Linked DNA regions of Anser cygnoides: region 2 is linked to region 1. Evidence: chromatin contacts called from public Hi-C data. All regions are on one chromosome and are shown on one strand. The core of a region is the stretch at or near the end of the contact, and the rest is flanking DNA. Distances in the headings are between cores, read along the strand shown.

The links. A called contact is a pair of places that touch in the nucleus more often than the background predicts.
Region 2: a Hi-C map of granulosa cells shows a contact between it and region 1, with 2.0 times the contacts expected there. The contact joins the promoter of ROCK2 here to the promoter of PDIA6 in region 1. A contact is called at or near these places in 3 of 7 Hi-C or Micro-C datasets (granulosa cells and liver).

What each region holds. Positions count from the first base shown.
Region 1 is chr3:107,371,325-107,374,024 of Taihu_goose_T2T_genome, reverse strand. It overlaps PDIA6 (protein disulfide isomerase family A member 6), which reads left to right and starts at 1,256. Exons shown (of 13, transcript XM_066994932.1): 1 at 1,256-1,406. The coding sequence starts at 1,373.
Region 2 is chr3:107,734,932-107,737,631 of Taihu_goose_T2T_genome, reverse strand. It overlaps ROCK2 (Rho associated coiled-coil containing protein kinase 2), which reads left to right and starts at 1,282. Exons shown (of 34, transcript XM_066994934.1): 1 at 1,282-1,924. The coding sequence starts at 1,763.

The DNA of each region.
Region 1 (2,700 bases), core at 7-2,506:
GAACCAGCCTTCTCCTTCCCTGCTTTTCTTTCTGTTGGCCTACAGCAGATTGTGATGGATACGCTCAATGTCTGCACTTGACATAAATCTTGCTTAGGTTATGAAACACAGTAGGCCTCTGTGTGACTGTTCCTTAACCTGGATAGCTCATTAATAACAGAGCACCTGGTGAATGCTCATAGCCATGACCACAAACAAAGGGGGGCACAGCCCTAGAGTAAGTGACCATTGAAATCCCTGATGGGGAAATAATGAATTGCATGAGGTCAAGAGGAATATAAGTTTGACTACAAGCCAAACATTTTACCGTGTAAATATGCCAGTGAAAGAAAGCCTAATTTGAAGTCTCCCTGCTGAAGCAGTGGGCTGCAGTGATCTCCCCTTGGGCAGGGATGCCTCTCAAAATTACCCCTTGAGGTTGAGAGATCCTTACTAACCACGTACGTTGACGAATGAAACTTTAATTTTTAAAGCTGCCCGATTTATGCCAAGATTTAGCAACTTGAACATGCAGTAGACTAATCACTGTGATTCTTGTCATCGTAACGAATTAATATCAACCTACTTACTATAATAAACAGAATTACTACTATATCATTAATCAGCTGTTTATTTTCATCAGCTTTAGAATCATTAAGGCTGGAAAAGACCTCCAAGATCATCTGCTCCAACCATCACCCTACCACCAATGTCACCCACTAAATCATGTCCCTAAGCACAACGTCCAACTTTTCCTTGAATACCCCAGGGACGGAGACGCCACCACCTCCCTGGGCAACCCCTTCCAGTGCCTGACTGCTCTTTCTGAAATGACTCCTAATTTCCAACCTAAACCTCCCCTGGTACAACTTAAGTGTTGAATATTGCCTGCAGGTAGAGCTAGATGAATTTCTACTTTTACACACAAGCTTGCGGCTTGCAGAGAACATTTTGTTGAATCTGCTTTTTGCAGCAAAGCCACTTGGGCTCCCCATTCGGGGACTGGACTAGATGATCTTTCAAGGTCCCTTCCAATCCCTAATATTCTCTGATTCGTGAGATTTAGCCTCACCGCGAGGCTCTACAAAGGGGACAAAAGCTGCTGCCTTAGAGCCTCGCGTGGGCTCTAACCCATGCCAAGACCCACGCCCACTCTCCCAGCTCTGTAAAGGAGAGGCTGCCCCACCACAGGGCGCTGAGCGGACATTTCCCCTCAGCCCAGCCTCGCCTCCCCCCCTCACCCCAGCTCCTCCCGACGCGGCCTCCCCCTATTGGCTGCGCCGAGTGCGCCCGCGCCCGCTCCGCCAATGAGCGGCGGCCACGGCGGGGACAGGCGCGGGGGGGCGGGGCTTGCCGTGAGGAGTGGCGGCGGCGGAGGGAGCAGGGGGCAGCCATGGGGGCGCGCGCCGCGGGCCGCCTCTGGTGGGGTAGGAGCCGCGCGCCGGGGGCGGGCGGGAAGGCGCTGAGGGGAGTGGGGGGGGGGGCCGCCATTTTGTGCGCCCCCCGCCGCCATTTCGGGGAGCCCCCGGCCGCCATTTCGGGGGCCCCGGGCGGTCTGAGGGGGGCTCCGGCCGCCATTACGGGGGCTCCAGGTGGTGGTGGGAGTCCGGGGAGGGGTTGGGGGCGTGATAGGAGCCCAGGCAGCAGCAAAAAAAAAAGAGTGTTTTAATTATTTTATTCTACTTTTAAAAGCCACTCTCGTTTCCAGTAACTTTTTTTTTTTTTTTTTGTGCGTGTAAGCGTGTTATCTTATTTTTGGATTTTTTATTTCTAACTTGCCTGGTTGGCCTGAGTTGGGATACGGTGCCATAAGGACAGTAGAAAATTAATACATGGAAGCCACAGGGGGGAGTCGCAGGGGAGCTGCTCTTCCTCTCCCACTCCCTCTGTTGCTGGGCTGGATAAATCGCTAAATCCTCTCAGTGGTCCCCACTGCAGCCCTACATGCAAGAGCTGAAGGTAATGCTGAGCGGGTGAGGAGAGGCTCTTGCTCCACTAGAGTGAATTTGGGCCTCAGGAGGTGTGGGTGTCCTAAGGAGGGAGTTTGCAAAGACACCCCCCAGCAAAAGCTTTCCTGCCCAGCTCCTCTGGCTTGGAACTTGGCTTTTCAATGGGAACGAGTAATAGCACTGTGGAGCCGCCTTCATTGGTTTCACAATGCTCCTGGCTGTGTAGTTTGCTTACGTTAGAGAGCAACTTCTGAAATTAGATTTTCTGAGGCTAGTTGTCCCCGTAAGAACCAAGCAGTCAGAGGTTTGCATTTTCCTGGCTTAAAGGGTTGTAGGAAAATAATACTTTTACTTTCTAAAGATGAATTAAACCGTGCATGTTTCACAATAGAATGGGAAATTACATTGTTGGTTCATGAGTCATAGTTAAAATAAAAATCAAAACACAGTGGTATGCGACTAGGTAAATTTCACCATGCTCTATCTTCTGTAAGTTCTCTTTGGGGTATTTTTTGCATGAGGTAGAACTTCTCTATTTGAAGTGCCTGGGAACTGACAGAAATGGCTGGGTGAGCTCTGTTCGGTCTCTGAGTGTATTCTGCCATGGATCTCTTGGGTGATGACAAAATATGCTGGGTTAAATTTAATCATCTCTTTCCATTGTGGGAAGAGCTTCTGTTGAGAATGGCTGTGGCATTCAAGTAGCATTATTGCATCCTTGTTTTCTTATTCTGCCCCAGCGGCAGTTGTTACTGTAGGTCACCGTAACATG
Region 2 (2,700 bases), core at 33-2,532, 360 kb before region 1:
TTTGTTACGGTCATTTAAACGCTGCCCTAAATAATGTCCATAAATCATATGAGCTAGATAAAGTATAGATTAGTTTTGACAAACGTTATAGATTAAAAAAAGGAGGAAAGAGACACAGCTTGCCTACAGTCAATGGGAAACTGATATCTTCAAATCATCTGGTGCTTGACTCAAAGCTCACTGAAATCACCCCAAAGATTCCTGTTGACATTAACAAAACCCAGCAGGTTGATCACTGGAAATATGTTGCCCACATTTGGTCTTTTGTCCCAACCTATTTAAATCTCTTTAAAAAAAAGCAAAGATACACATTTCTGCTCTGCCGCTTACAAGAAATTAGCCTACTCACTTACAAGTAGGCCATATGGGAAGAAATTATGTTTAAGTAATTTAGAGTTTCTAAGGGCTGAAGTGCTAGCTCATGTAACTTCACAATGCTACCAGCATCCACATCCTATTCCTGGTGGAATCCCTTGGACCTACATCTTTTATCTTGTCTCCACGTAAACCACTCGAGCAAATTTTGTGAGGTTTTGGGGCGCATGTTACAGCGAAGTGGGTCCTGATCTGTTTTGGGGATGAGGTAGCCCTACAAAATAAATAAAAGAACATCTCCCAAACGTATTTTCACTGATTCCTTCAGAAAACCCAAACTCCTGAAGGAATCTCAGTGAAAGAAATGTGAGTTTGACATGCACAGATGCGATTCGGGGACTTTGGCCCAGCCGACTGCCCAGCGCAGCCTGGCGCTGAGGCTGGGGCTACCAGACACCCAGAGCTGAACCCCCCTGGAACCGGGGGCTGCTGGCCTCCAGGGTCCTGACTCAGAACGCGGCACGGGGTGATCTCACTCCAAACCACGCGAGTGAGTCACGTAGTGACTTCTCTTTGAATCCATCTCCTCTTCCTTTCAAGCCGAAGCATTTGCCCGTTTTTCTGACATCAGCCCGCTGCCATCCAGCTATCAGCAAGCCAACAGGACAGCGTGGTCCTTTCCCCCTTTGCAAGACACGAGCTCTGCCTGTTGTCTGGAGGTTCGTGCGCCGCGCCAATAAGCACACAGAGTCGGAATCCACACGAAAGTCTTTTAATTCTTCAGGGTTTCATATTTTTTTTTCCAAGTTGTGGGACTACGTGCCCCTTCCCCACCACACCCCGCAGCCCACCTCCTCCTCACCCCCTCAGCTCAGCTCTTTTTCCCCTCATTTTTCTCTTCACACCCACGAAAAGCTCTGACCCCCCACCCCACCCCGCGTCCCCACAGCCTCCGGGCCCGGGGTCCCTTCGCTGGGAGCCCCCTGAGGGACGAGAGACAGCGACGACGAGCCCCCACCCCGTCAGGGCCGGGGAGCGAGCCCCCAGCAAGGCGGCCGCCGGCAGCGCAGCCTTGTGGGTAATGGAGGCCGCCTCACGGGGCCGGGCCGGGGGCGGGCGCGGCGGCAGGGGAAGAAGGGGAAGAAGGGGCAGCGGCGGCCGCCTCAGCATGGACTGAGCGGCGAGGGCGGCTCGGAGGGAGCGGGAGCGGCTCAGGGGAGGCAGCCCCGGCGCTGAGCGGCGGGAGGAAGGGAGCCGCTCGCCCCGCTTCTCCCTTCCTTCCCTTCCCCTCCCGGCTTCCTTCATGGCCGGGCGGCCGCGGGGCGGCCCAACCGCGCCGCGCTAGGCCCCGGAGCGACCCCTCGCCGTCTCCTCCTCCTCCTCTTCCTCCTCCCCGGCAGCGAGAGGGGAGGCGTCCCGCCGCCGCCGCTGGGCGAGCCCCGGCAGGATGAGCCAGCAGCAGCCGCAGCAGCAGCAGCAGCAGCAGGCGGCGAAGATGTCGGCGGCCCCCCTCCCCGACTCGGCGGCGGGGATGCTCGAGGGCCGCCAGAGGAAGCTGGAGTCCATGATCCGCGACCCGCGCTCGCCGGTCAACGTGGAGAGCCTGCTGGTGAGGGGATGGCGGCGGGGGGAAAGGGGGGGGGGGGGGGGGAACAAAGGCAGCGCCTCGGCAGGCGGGGAGGAAGGAAGGGAAGAGCTCCGGCATCCCGCAGGAGGCTGAGCGGGGACGGGGAAGGCTCCTTCCCGGCCCGAGGGGGACGTGGGGCCCCGAGGAGGGCAGGGCAGGGGGTGGGGGGCACGGCGCCGTGCTTCAATACCAAGCTAAAGGTTGGGGTAACGTTGGGGGGAGACGCCTGTGGGAAGCCCGGAGACGCCTGTGGAAAGCCCGGAGCCGCAGAGGGAGGCGGCTTTGCTTCCAGCATCGCTCCCACCCTTCCCTTTCGCGCCTCCCGAGCGCCGTGTGTGTGAACTGAGCGAGTACCTGGCTTTGTGCGAGCTGCCAAACCTCGCCGGAACGCCGCCCGCCAGCGCCGGGCTCGGCCGCCCGCTGCCCAAACCTGCCCCTGGGGAAGGGGACCTGCCTCACGGAGCCTCTGTCGGCCCCGGGGTCCCGCGGGGTCCCCTTGGTTTTCCTGCCTTTGGCCCCGTCTCCTGTGGCAAGTCGCATTTTTCGGCGTGAGTGCGTGAAACTGAATTTCCTTTAGCGAGAAATCCGTGCCCTCAGGAAGGAGTGGGAAGGGAGTTACGTTTCCCCATTTAAAACATCTCAACCCTGGAAAAGGCCGTGAGAGCCGCCCCGCTTTATTTTTATTAATACATTTTAAAATCTGAATCTCTGGGTCTTCAGGCCTGATATTTCCAATCTTTCCCAAGATTTCCAGTGTG